Linked DNA regions of Mus musculus: all the other regions are linked to region 4. The links are chromatin contacts, called in public Hi-C and HiChIP or PLAC-seq maps. All regions are on one chromosome and are shown on one strand. The core of a region is the stretch at or near the end of the contact, and the rest is flanking DNA. Distances in the headings are between cores, read along the strand shown.

Evidence for each region. Hi-C and Micro-C count contacts between places; a contact is called where the count stands out from the background. HiChIP or PLAC-seq counts read pairs in DNA pulled down with a chosen protein or histone mark.
Region 1: a Hi-C map of embryonic stem cells shows a contact between it and region 4, with 2.9 times the contacts expected there. The contact joins the enhancer-like site here to the promoter of Nemf in region 4. A contact is called at or near these places in 14 of 39 promoter capture datasets (the C10 cell line, the HPC-7 cell line, cranial neural crest and 8 more), 2 of 15 datasets of contacts at CTCF or cohesin (large pre-B cells and pro-B cells), 84 of 484 Hi-C or Micro-C datasets (the AML12 cell line, B cells, the BV-2 cell line and 54 more), 34 of 115 datasets of contacts at active chromatin or transcription factors (the 230-238 cell line, the HPC-7 cell line, the NIH/3T3 cell line and 23 more) and 4 of 9 other capture datasets (adipose tissue, embryonic stem cells, liver and 1 more).
Region 2: a Hi-C map of centroblasts shows a contact between it and region 4, with 2.2 times the contacts expected there. The contact joins the enhancer-like site here to the promoter of Nemf in region 4. A contact is called at or near these places in 19 of 39 promoter capture datasets (the 3T3-L1 cell line, 3T3-L1-derived adipocytes, the C10 cell line and 13 more), 4 of 15 datasets of contacts at CTCF or cohesin (CD8 T cells, the NIH/3T3 cell line, large pre-B cells and 1 more), 20 of 484 Hi-C or Micro-C datasets (B cells, CD4 T cells, CD8 T cells and 14 more), 26 of 115 datasets of contacts at active chromatin or transcription factors (the 230-238 cell line, CD8 T cells, DN3 thymocytes and 20 more) and 4 of 9 other capture datasets (adipose tissue, embryonic stem cells, liver and 1 more).
Region 3: a contact with region 4 is called in an H3K27ac HiChIP or PLAC-seq map of extraembryonic endoderm stem cells. The contact joins the enhancer-like site here to the promoter of Nemf in region 4. A contact is called at or near these places in 17 of 39 promoter capture datasets (the 3T3-L1 cell line, 3T3-L1-derived adipocytes, the C10 cell line and 12 more), 1 of 15 datasets of contacts at CTCF or cohesin (the NIH/3T3 cell line), 1 of 484 Hi-C or Micro-C datasets (bone marrow-derived macrophages), 20 of 115 datasets of contacts at active chromatin or transcription factors (the 230-238 cell line, the HPC-7 cell line, the SCID.adh cell line and 14 more) and 2 of 9 other capture datasets (adipose tissue and liver).

What each region holds. Positions count from the first base shown.
Region 1 is chr12:69,700,227-69,703,231 of GRCm38.p6, reverse strand. It overlaps L2hgdh (L-2-hydroxyglutarate dehydrogenase), which reads left to right. Exons shown (of 10, transcript NM_145443.2): 7 at 862-1,029; 8 at 1,791-1,948. Among named protein-coding and RNA genes, the nearest start is that of Sos2, 20 kb to the right of the region's middle. Within about 2 kb of position 1,706, at least 7 of the 459 cell types and tissues checked have an H3K27ac peak or open chromatin away from gene starts, as enhancers often do. A contact at or near this core is called in embryonic stem cells, where this site is marked.
Region 2 is chr12:69,633,566-69,636,698 of GRCm38.p6, reverse strand. It overlaps Sos2 (SOS Ras/Rho guanine nucleotide exchange factor 2), which reads left to right. Exons shown (of 23, transcript NM_001135559.1): 6 at 974-1,117. Among named protein-coding and RNA genes, the nearest start is that of Gm31679, 9.8 kb to the right of the region's middle. Within about 2 kb of position 1,753, at least 12 of the 459 cell types and tissues checked have an H3K27ac peak or open chromatin away from gene starts, as enhancers often do. A contact at or near this core is called in centroblasts and centrocytes, where this site is marked.
Region 3 is chr12:69,616,947-69,620,216 of GRCm38.p6, reverse strand. It overlaps Sos2 (SOS Ras/Rho guanine nucleotide exchange factor 2), which reads left to right. Exons shown (of 23, transcript NM_001135559.1): 9 at 2,037-2,161; 10 at 2,708-3,270. Among named protein-coding and RNA genes, the nearest start is that of Gm31679, 6.7 kb to the left of the region's middle. Within about 2 kb of position 1,441, at least 11 of the 459 cell types and tissues checked have an H3K27ac peak or open chromatin away from gene starts, as enhancers often do. A contact at or near this core is called in extraembryonic endoderm stem cells, where this site is marked.
Region 4 is chr12:69,355,476-69,358,479 of GRCm38.p6, reverse strand. Nemf (nuclear export mediator factor) reads left to right here and starts at 1,304. Exons shown (of 33, transcript NM_025441.3): 1 at 1,304-1,429; 2 at 2,133-2,201; 3 at 2,348-2,450. The coding sequence starts at 1,371.

The sequences.
Region 1 (3,005 bases), core at 457-2,956, 340 kb before region 4:
AAAATTTCTTTGATTGTCTGAGATAAGATCTTGCTTGCTAAGTGGCCCTAACTGGTCTGGGGTTTGGGGTGTGTTGTAATTCAAGCTGGCCTTGAACTCCCTTCTGTTTCAGCCACTCAAGTTCTGGTATTGTAGGGATTTACCACTATGTGTAGCTTCAAATTCATTTTTGTACGTTTTATAAAAGAGGGTCCAGTTTTGCTGATAGTTACATTGAATTTGCTCTTTCAGAAAAAAAAAATATGTATTTATCCTTATTTTTTAGCATCTGTTTTCTCCCCTTTGACCTATTTATTCCTTTATACAAGCATATGTGCGTGTGCATGTGTGTGTGGGTAGCCTAGGTTAGCCAGGGCTATACAGTAAGAATGCCTGCCACCCCCAGTCCCTGGAAAAGTATCTCAGCATATATGGACTATATAATGGGATTCAGTGTGTTGTTTCCATACGTGCATATAGTTTGTTGATTAAACCCAAACTTCCTTTACCCATCTTCTATATTGCAACCTCTGTTAATTCCTCATTCAGTTGTAGTGTTTTGGGTTTTTCTTTTTTTTTTTTTTTTTTTTGGTGGTGCACACACACACTTTATTTATTTATTTATTACATGTAAGTACACTGTAGCTGTCTTCAGACGCACCAGAAGAGGGCATCAGATCTCATTATGGGTGGTTGTGAGCCACCATGTGGTTGCTGGGATTTGAACTTCAGACCTTCGGAAGAGCAGTCAGGTACTCTTACCCACTTAGCCATCTCACCAGCCCCCGTGTTTTGGGTTTTAAGGTTTCACCCACAGACAAGGGCTGCCACATTTTCTTTCTCATGTTTAGAAACTAACCATGCGTCTTTATTTTGTTCCAGGGAAAGGAGATTCGGTGTCGATATGTTGTCACATGTGCTGGTCTTTACTCTGACCGTATTTCAGAGTTGAGTGGCTGCAATCCTGACCCTCAAATTGTCCCATTCCGGGGAGATTACCTGGTCTTAAAGCCAGAAAAGGGCTACCTTGTAAAAGGAAATATTTATCCGGTAAGTAATGATCCTTCTGTCTTCTCACTATCAAGTTAGTCGGAGCCACAAAGGAAATGAAAATAAAAAATGTTTACCTGCTTTAGAAAGGGTTTCAGGGCTGTGTGCGTCATAATATCATCTGCCTGCTGTGGGTCTGTTCCCAAAGCCGCCTTCTGCTCTGTGGGTCACATGTCTCTGAAAGCACGAGTACACCCTGGAGTACAAGAACCAGCTCCTCCCTCCCCTGTGGGAGAGCAGCAGGAATACTGATGCCTTCAGTGCACTGGGAACAGGGGGCTATGGCTGCTCCAGTTCCAGGAGGTAAAAGTTGGGGGTGTGTATATGGAGCGCGCGCTCTCCTGCCTGCGGTTACCCTGCTGATGAGCCAGTCCCTGGGAGAATGGGAGGCTCCACTGGTGACTGACTTGTCTGCTGCTGCTCACTTCCCCGAGGCCTAGGCTGGAGATGTGTACATTTCTTCCCGGCAGCCATGAATTGCCTGCCAGTCACAGACCTCTCTTATAGGAGAAAGAGCCAAGATTATGACAGTTCATCTTTTCTCCCTTTCCCAGAAAGATGGATAAGTGGAACAATATATATTAATGTCACTAGCATTTAAAAACAGGATGTGTGTTAATAGAGAATCCTCCCTGAATACAGCTCGTGACGCGTTCAAATGTGTGGGAGGAGCTCTCTTACGTCACCAGTTAGATGCTTGTGTGCGCAGTACACGGGAACGTGAACTGTGCTAACCGTTCATCGTTGTGTTGAGTCTGCAGGTCCCAGACAGCCGGTTTCCTTTCCTTGGAGTTCACTTTACGCCCAGGTTGGATGGCACTATTTGGCTAGGGCCTAATGCAGTGCTTGCCTTTAAACGGGAAGGTTACAGACCCTTTGACTTCGATGCCAGAGATGTTATGGAAGTAATTCTCAAAAGGTAATAATGTCTGTCACCTTTAAGAAGATTTTATGTACTTGGTTTTTTTTTTAACTCCAGAAGTTTTTGATATTCTGATAGACTAAACCTTCATTTATGTGACTGTTATTGTTTATTATTCCCAATTAAGATCTTTCTGTAATAAGCATAAACTTGATTATTTGGTTTTGATGCTAAGGATTGAAGGCAGAACCTTGTACATACCAGCAAGAGGGTTTTTCCAAGTGTAATGCTTTACTGCCTCACAAAAGATTTTGATGAACCAGGGTAATAACGTCTTAGCTAAAAGGAAAGTAAGGCCAAAGTCATTCATAAATAAAAGTAGTTTCTTGTCCTAGGCAGTGGAGGCACACACCTTTAATCCCAGCACTTGGGAGGCAGAGGCAGACAGATTTCTGAGTTCAAGGCCAGCCTGGTCTACAAAGTGAGTTCCAGGACAGTCAGGGTTACACAGAGAAACCCTGTATCAAAAAACAAAAATAAAATAAAATAAAATCTGGTAGTTCATATCTTAAATGTTACTAAAAGACCAGAAACAACTTTGAAAAGACCATTTCAAGCTAGTCACCATTGTTTTGTAAGCTGTTAGATAAAATTTACTAATGAAATGGCACATACACTTGTGTGTGTGTGTGTGTGTGTGTGTGTGTGTGTGTGTGTATCTAAGGTTGATACCATATAGACTTATGACACTGTTCTAAGAAATAGCCTTATATTTGGGTTTTCCTGTGTGCATGCACATGTGTGTGGGTGTGCCACATGCATGTGTATGTGTAGGCCATAGTTTGATGTCAAGTGTGTTGTGCTTTATAAATGGCGGTATAATGCAGTGGGAGGGAGCATCTCAGTGGGCCTGGCCAGGGTGCTGCCCTGAGGAGTCACTGCCATACCATAGTTCAGTACAAAGGGAAGGTTATTGGAGGAAGGGAAAGGGCCTGGTTAAAAGGGGGTGGGGGGAGACAGAGACAGGAAGAGTGGGGTTTGGCTTGTACCTGGCAGGTTGGGCAAGGCCTAGGGGAGTTGCCAACCAGGTGAGGCCTAGGGGAGTTGCCAACCA
Region 2 (3,133 bases), core at 504-3,003, 280 kb before region 4:
CCCAGGGTTTTAGGAACTCCATCAAAAGAACCCCAGGACAAAGGCCAAACATACTCATGTTTCATAATTAGAGCCAAGAGACAACATGTAGGTTGGTCATGTGTCATAGCCTATTATATTCCCGTTACAAGATACTAGGACTGAGTTAACGGATAGTAAGTAATATGATCTGTTTGTGTATACAGTGCTAATGACTTAACCTAAACATAATAATTCAAGCATTGCAATTTTATGACATCTTTAGTTCCTTTCAAAATCTAGAATGTGAGCAATAAATTGAACAACCAAATTATATCTAGGAGTTATTTCCATTCTGATCAGCTATTGTCATTAGCTTATGCTTTAAAACCTTCATTCTGTCAACATCTTAGCCAATTCAAAACACACAAATGCTAGGATTATTTTATAGAGAGAAATGTTTATGATGTTTATAGTATAAGATTTGAGTATTGTGAATTCTAGCTATCTAGAATTTATATTTTCTAGTTTATTTACTATCTCTGATCTAAGAGATTCTTAAAAATTGCCTTTTTATTCATGATTGACTTTTACTGAACATACACACACACACACACACACACACACACACGGAGGTCAGAGGTCAGCCTGTAGGACCTCCTTCACTGTCTGTGTCCAGGGATGGGACTCGGATGGCTGTGCTCAATGGCCATTGCCTGCTAAGCTGTCTGACTAACGCCTTCCTTTTGAGACAGGTCTGTTTGTGAACCTGGAGCTCATTTATTCTGCTAGGCTGGCTGGCTCATGAGCAGCAGGGATCACCTGACTCTGTTGCTCTATCCTGGGGTCACAGATGCACACCAGCCCATTTGGTTTTCACTGAATGCTGGGCTCTGAACTCAGGTCGTCTTCTGCAGTAAACAGTTATTGGCTCAGGTGCCTCAGCCTGCTCCCATATCATGTAGGAATGTGTCAACATGATTCTTATATGCCTTAACTGTTTTTTCTTTTTTAGGAAATTGAAAAGATTTTCAGTAACATTTCAGATATACATGAATTGACTGTGAAACTTTTAGGTTTAATTGAAGACACAGTAGAAATGACAGATGAAAGTAGTCCTCATCCATTAGCTGGTAGCTGTTTTGAAGATTTAGCAGAGGTAAGTATATAGAACCACTTTAAACTGTCACTAAAGTCCTAAAAATTGTATCAAGAAATTTCATAACTTTTTTTTTTTTGTGAAATTTAAAGGCACTGTTGACTACTATTAAAAAATACTCCAGATTCAGTTATGCTGCCTGTAGCTTTAGCAGTACCTTGTGTTTGCAGCTTTGAACTCACTACTGATGCTCTAGCCTCTTGGGTAGCTAAGATGCAAGAGTGTTCTGATGCCCAGCTACTGAGAGTTTCTTTGTAGTGTCCTTATGCTAGCATTTAGTGTAAAAGCTCACATACTAAAGTAATAATATGTAGGAATTATTTAATACTAAGTACATTTAAGGTAAAGGAAATAATTTGTTCATATTATTCTCTAGCTACTGGGAAATTTAGACTTCATTTTTAAAAATTAAAAGGTTTCTTTCGAAGTAAACTCTCATTTTGTTCTTTTAAATTATAAAAGTGATATATATTTTAAAATTGTTCAAAATTAAATATAAAGATGACCACTATAACATAAAATTTGTCCTTTTATTAATATTGTTTATTTTATATGTATGGGTGTTTTGCCTGCATGTATGGCTGTGCACCACATACATGCAGTACCCATGGAGGTCAGAAGAGGGTGTGGATCTCCTGAGACTGGCTGTACAGATAGTTGTGAGCTGCAATTTGGGTAATGAGACTTGAAGCCCAGTCTTCTACAATAGCAGCGAATCCTCCTAACCACTAAGCTTCTCTCCAGGCGCCTACATTTATCCTTAGTAAATATTCCCTGTGCATTTTTATAGAGCTATGTGCATATTTACAAGAATAATGTTCTCTTGCTTTATGTTTTTCATTTTATTATATTTTCCATGTTAGTAAATATATATTATTTATGTATCATTATGTACCAGAATATATATTGTTCTTATATTTCCTCTTATATGTCCTCTTTGGACATCTTCCCATACTCACTGGTCCTTTCCTACCTGTGGAGATTGGCTCTTTAAAAGTGTTGCTTTTAGATCTCTTACACAAAAACCACGGACTTCCATAATTTCTGCCTATATCTTCTGAAAATAGAGATTATTTTTATTATGTCCATTTTGTTACTGAGTATTAGCTTGCTTTTATTTCTGATTTTTGAAACACAGAGTCCTGCTGTGTATCCCATTCTGACCTTGAACATTTAGTCTTCCTGTGTTGGCCTCCTGAGCATGGTATTACAGGCCTGAGTCCCAGTGCCTGGTTCACCCTTTGTTCATAATAACCTATTTTATATTTGATAGCAACTTATGGTCTCATTAATTTGCTATGCCCTAAAAGGTACTTCGCTTCTAAAAATGTTGTATTATTTTTATTTTGAATTTTGAATATATAAGAAAATGACATTTGAATGTTGACCACATTTTATTAGATTTATTTATTTGTGTGCATGTGTGTTTGTGCATGCATGCATGTGTATGTATGTGCATGTGGACACCAGAGAACAATTTGCAAGAGTTGGTTCTCCTTCCTACCCTACAGGTCCCAGGAGCCAGTTAAATCATTAGGCTTGGTGGCAAACCCCTTTGTCTGCTGAATCATCCCACCAACCCCATTTTAATGACTTGTAAATGTGTAGTTCAGTAATACCTAAATTCTTTTTTTTTTCTTTCCATTTTTTATTAGGTATTTAGCTCATTTACATTTCCAATGCTATACCAAAAGTCCCCCATACCCACCCACCCCCACTCCCCTACCCGCCCACTCCCCCTTTTTGGCCCTGGCGTTCCCCTGTTCTGGGGCATATAAAATTTGTGTGTCCAATGGGCCTCTCTTTCCAGTGATGGCCGACTAGGCCATCTTTTGATACATATGCAGCTAGAGTCAAGAGCTCCGGGGTACTGGTTAGTTCATAATGTTGATCCACCTATAGGGTTGCAGATCCCTTTAGCTCCTTGGGTACTTTCTCTAGCTCCTCCATTGGGAGCCCTGTGATCCATCCATTAGCTGACTGTGGGCATCCACTTCTGTGAATACCTAAATTCTT
Region 3 (3,270 bases), core at 192-2,691, 260 kb before region 4:
TATTACAAAATTTTTAAGATTAACCTTCATGGCTTCTGGATACTGCAGGGGTTGAATTTAATGTTATAACAATGTCCTCCTGCAGAGGGTCTGGTTCGATTGCCAGTACCTACAGTACCTACAACCATCTGGGACTTCAGCTCCAGGGGAAAGAATGCCCCCTTCTTGCCTCTGTGGGCACCAGGTACAAATTGGCATGTAGATATGTATGTAGACTAAGCACCCATAAACATATAATAATGTAAAAATTAAAAGTATACCAATAAAACCCTTTATAGTGTTTGGTTACACACAGCTTTTGACACATTGAAATGTTAAATTTGCTTATTTTATTCTGTTGTAAAACAAATATATGTCAACTTTTTAAATTGCCAGAACTTAAGTATTTAACAGAGAGTATGTAGTAATTTTAGGAGTTTATCTTATTGTATGTCTTCATATTAGTGAATAAAAGTAACTTTAAAAAAAAAAAAAACCAACAAACTTTGAAAGCCAGACCTGGTGTACATACCTTCGATCCCAGCACTCGGGAGGCACAAACAGTTCTCTGTGAGTTTGAGGCCAGCCTGGTCTACAAAGCTAGTCTAGGACAGCCAGGGCTCTGTTACACAGAGAAACCCCATCTTGAACAACCACGAGAAAAGTGTTGCTTTGTAATTGTGTGTGTAGTATTGAGGTGGGTGTGGGTGGGCGCTGGGGACACAGGTGGAGGGCAGAGGACAGGCTGTGGAGTTGGTACTCCTTCTGCCTTTCTGTGGGTTCTGCACACGGAACTCAAGTCATTAGGTTTGCCTAGCAAGCGAGTTAGCCAATTAGCCATCCCGCTGGCCCTAAAGTAACTCTTAAAAGTCATGCTTTAAATACTTTAAATTATTTTGTATAATAAAAAGTTCCTAAATCATTTCACAGTTATCTTTTTCATTGACTTTTATGCTGACAGTACTTTATATCTTCATTGGGTTTGTTAACAGAGGGTTGGTTTTAAGAAGTCAGATGGTATATGTAATTATACAAAGTTACAGTTGTCTTTATTAACTATATTAGTCTTTTTGCTGTGTCCAAATATCTGACAAGAAACAAAGTTAGTGAGGAAGGAGTATGGTTGAAGAAGGGATGTAGTCCATCACTGGGGGAAGCATGGCAGCATCCTCAGTCAGGAAGCGAAGGACTGCAAGGAAGGCCAGGCTACTGAAAGAAAGATGAAATTTCAAGACCTGTAAGTCATATCAACTACTCAGAAATTGCTGGTTGTTTGTGAGCTAGAGGCTGCCTGGGGCTGAGAATAAAGAAAAACAAACCCGGGTATGCCCCGTAGTTAAAACATTCCTGGGAACATCTTGACCATAAGATAAAGAAAAATGCAAGGACACAAGCAGGGCTATCTTGTCTGAGTCAATCCCATCTGGCTGGAACCTCCCCTCTGTCTTTGGCCCCTTGACACAGGGTAAAGTCATACATCAACTGGTTGCTATGTGAACAAAGATAAGCACCCAGCCCACAGGAACAAAGTCCTGATGCCCTTTCTCTGACGTGTAATCTTTCTGTTGTTTGAATGAGCGAATCCCATACCTTTGTTGAAATTCCTCGCACCCCTAACCCTTATTCTTTCATAAAAACCCCTAGTTTTCGAGCCTCGTGGCCAACATCCGTTATCTCCTGTGTGGGATACATGTCGGTCCGGAGCTCCGTCATTAAACTGCCTCATGTGATTACAGCAAGATAGATTCTCATGTTTCTTTGGGTGCTCTCTCCCGAGATTAGAGTGGGGGTCCCTGAAAGGGGGTCTTACACTACAAAACCTTCAGATGCCCCAGTGGGAGGGAAGCCCACCTCCTAATGGTTCCACAGCCTTCATCACACAGTGCTACCAGCGGGAACAAAGTGTGCAGACACATAAGCCTATGGGAGACATTGCACCATCAACTGCAGCATTAAATACATTGAGGTTTTAAATATCTGTTTCCACTTTAACTACAAAGAAGTTGAGAGTAGAACCAAAGAATGTAATTTTTTTTCTCCCCTCCCCCCCTTAGCAGTTGAAGGCATGCAGTGAAGAGCAGGAGGACAAAGAGTGCTTGAATCAGGCTATAACTGCCCTCATGAACCTCCAAGGCAGCATGGACCGCATTTACAAGCAGCACTCCCCCAGACGCCGGCCTGGGTAAGTCTGGACCGTGCTTCTTCACCGTGTGTGATAGCCTCTGTTCCAGGTGGGATTTACAATGACACCACGGTCTTGAAAATTATGCTTATGCTTTTGTGACCTGTGTTAGTCAGGAAATCACCAAACTACCATTGTTACATTGATAGGATATAGCTTACAAATTTAAATATATATTTACTGAAATTTTATGTAATTTTCTGCAGTGTGGAATTTTTTAATAATTTTAGTTCTTATGGCTCAAGGAATAAAATATTCAGCTGTAATATTTACTTTGGTAGTAGTAAAATCGAGTTAGCTGCTATTGAGGGGCAGGGCTAGAAGAAAATAATTGTTAGAAATATAGTTTAATATTTCATTATTTAAGCTTTTGAATGCTGAGTATTCAAACCCAGGGCTTTTTACATGCTAAGTATGGACTCAGTCATTGAAGTATACCCCTCAACTCAGCTTAATACTTTGGTTATTTGATTTGGGATTACATAATCATTATCACTGAATAAGCCAAAAGTTACCTTGCTTTTTAACATTTTCTTTTTCTTTTAGGGATCCAGTTTGCCTTTTTTACAATCGTCAATTAAGAAGCAAACACCTGGCTATCAAAAAAATGAATGAAATTCAGAAAAACATAGATGGGTGGGAAGGCAAAGATATCGGACAGTGTTGTAATGAGTTCATAATGGAGGGGCCACTGACCAGAATTGGTGCTAAACACGAAAGGCATATCTTTCTCTTTGATGGCTTAATGATCAGCTGTAAACCCAATCATGGCCAGACCCGGCTTCCAGGATATAGCAGTGCAGAATACAGATTAAAGGAGAAGTTTGTCATGAGGAAAATTCAAATCTGTGATAAGGAAGACGCCTGTGAGTACAGACATGCTTTTGAATTAGTGTCCAAAGATGAAAACAGTGTAATATTTGCTGCCAAATCAGCTGAAGAGAAAAACAACTGGATGGCAGCCCTCATTTCCCTGCACTATCGCAGCACTCTAGACAGAATGCTGGACTCTGTGCTGCTGAAAGAAGAGAATGAGCAGCCCCTGAGGCTACCCAGTCCAGATATGTATCGCTTTGTGGTAACAGACTCTGAGGAAAACATTGTGTTTG
Region 4 (3,004 bases), core at 55-2,554:
TAAAACTGTGAACTTTGTACATTGTTTAACTGTTGGTATTTTGTTACAACAATAGAAACTAGATTAACACATTTGCCAACATTAAAGGTTTATGATCTATCTGGGCATGATAGTATGTACCTGCAATTCCAATACCAATGAGGCTGGAATCAGAGGGAGACTGAGGACAGCCTGGCTTATAGGGTGAGTTTAGACTAACCTTGACTATATAGCATGCCCTGTCTCAAAAGCAGAGTAATTACAAAAATCCTTATGTTTTTAGATATACAAATTTGACACTTTCCCTGCTTTCTTTTGCTTTTTTGGTCACCCATTCTAAGAACTTATAGCGATGTGAATGCTAATGACTTTAAACTTTTAAATACATGTTTCACTGATTTTAAAATTCCTCCAGTTTCTAAATGTGTTGGTAATTTCAGCACTCAAAAAGGCAGAGACAAGAAAATTCAGAGTTCTAAGGTGTCCTGGGCTACATAGAAAGACCCTGTATCAAAAATGACCATGACAACCACCCCCCCACACACACACACCTTCCACTGTCCAAAACTAGTAGATTTTTGTTCTTAGTTTTAGATTTGTTTATTACTAACATTAGAACTTTTAAAAAGAAAAATTTAGACGAATTAACTATCGTATATTTGAACCCTGAATAATTTATGTATGAATTGGTAGCATGCAGAACTTGAAGCAGTTTAGAGAACGCTGGGGTGTGGGAGGAGAACTTTTTCTCCTTCTCCCATGGGAACTCTTACTTTATTTTTATCTGACATCTTTACTTAGTGAATTTTTGAGTATTTGAGGTGCCAAGAATTTATGAAACTCGGGCTATATAGAACCCCACCCCATTCAACTTGAATGAGAATTCTACAGTATGCCGCAGAATCCTATTTCGGAGAGTAGTACCCAGCAAAATAGGAACCCATCTCTACGGCTTGTCAGAGTCAGGGAAAACCAACCGTTGGTTTTTGTCTAGTCTCAAATTCGCGTTTAGAAAGACCCCTTGCTCTTCCATCCTGAGCGATAGCGCCTTCCTGGGGCAACTGATTAATGGTTAATGACCTACAGGATCCTAATGGAGACCCATTTTAATCCCCAAACAAGGGGACGGGATTAACCCGGTCATTGTTCAAGGAAAGGACGCAGTTTCGAGAAGGTAGTTAGTTCTATGTCGAGTTTTTTTTACACAGTGAAAAAAATAATTGATCATGATTTGACAACAAACTTCGGTTAAATAGCGCACTTTCACTATAAGTAATATTGGGTCATTTGGGTTGCCGTAGACACAAGCCAAGCGCTCATGCGCAGAAGCATAGTGGTCCTGCGTCGGCTCAGTCCCTGAAAGGACTGCGGTAGCGACACGCAGCCTAGCCATGAAGAGCCGGTTCAGCACGGTTGACCTCCGCGCAGTGCTCGCGGAACTGAATGCGAGGTATGGTGGTGGGAGTGGACAGGCTCGTTCACAGCAGAGGGAGCGGAGGCCGGGCACCGGGTGGTCGCGAGACGGAGAGCCTCACGGTCGTCCCGGTGCCTCGGGGATTCTCTAGGCCTGGGGGCCGAGCCCGGGGCCGGTGCCCCCGGGAGACACCCCCCCCCCCCCCCCCCCCGGGGACCGTGCCTGATGCTGCATCTCCCTGGCGCTGATTCCGAGAGGTCTTGCCGGGGTGGCCTGAGTCCCGCAGCGAGCGTTTGGTAGAACGGGAGTGATCGTCTTTGCTCCAGACTGGCGGCCTGGCTTCTTCAGAATTCCCGTCCTTCTTCCCAAAGAGAAGTAGCAGGGCCTTCCAGCTGAAATGGGCAGATTTGGACCTGTGTCCTGGACTTGTCGCCTATTCAGCTGTGTGAGCTTTGTCGCATTTTCGGGGACTCGGCTACTTCCTCCGCTCCGAATAAGTCATTTAGACTTAATTTTACTGTATTTACACCCCCCACCCCACCCCAGCACTAGTAGTCTGGTGTTACTGAGATCAACAGGCCACTTTTGTGCTTAAAAGTCTACATTTAATTTGAGGATACCTTTATAGGCGGTGGAGGTATCTTAGCGGAAGAGTTCCTTTTCCACAACACCAATAAATGATGGAAAGTTTTGCTTCAACCAAGAACAATGATTTGTTATATGTTTCTTTTTTTTTCAGCTTGCTAGGAATGAGAGTAAACAACGTTTATGATGTGGATAACAAGACATATCTTATTCGGCTTCAAAAGTAAGAATATTTTATAAGATTGTTTTTGGTAAATTATGATATATATATATATATATATATCCTGCATTTTAGGTTTTGTTTTTTTAAATTCAGAGAATAAGTTTTGGCAAATTCCCTAAAGAAAAATTTGGCTTTCTCTTGAACAGACCTGATTTTAAAGCTACACTGTTACTTGAGTCTGGTATACGTATTCATACAACAGAATTTGAGTGGCCTAAGAACATGATGCCGTCGAGTTTTGCCATGAAGGTAAATTTTAAGTTTGGAGCTAATTTTTAAAACTCCATTTATCTATCTATTTATCATGTATGTATGTATGTGTGTGTGTGTGTGTGTCTGTGTAGGTGGAAACAACAAACAGGTACAACTTGGGGCTCTCAAGTGAATGTCAGAAGACAACCTGGGGGGGAGTCAGTTTTGCTGTGAGATGAGGGGTCAGGGGTAAGATCCAACTTAAATCCCCAGACTTGATCCATGTGCCTTAATCTGCTGACCTGGAACTTGCTTCATTGTTGTTGTTGTTGTTGTTGTTGATCCATGTGCCTTAATCTGCTGACCTGGAACTTGCTTCATTGTTGTTGTTGTTGTTGTTGTTGTTTGTTGTTGTTGTTGTTGTTTCGTTGTTGTTGTTGTTGTTTCATTGTTGTTGTTGTTTGAAACAGAGTTTGCCTGTGTAGCCTTGGCTGTCCTAGAAATCTCTCTGTAGACCATGTTGGCCTCAAACTCAAGAGATGGGCCTACCTCTGCCTCCCAAGTACCAGAACTAAAGGAGTGTGGCTTGGAACTTGATACAGAGCAGACTG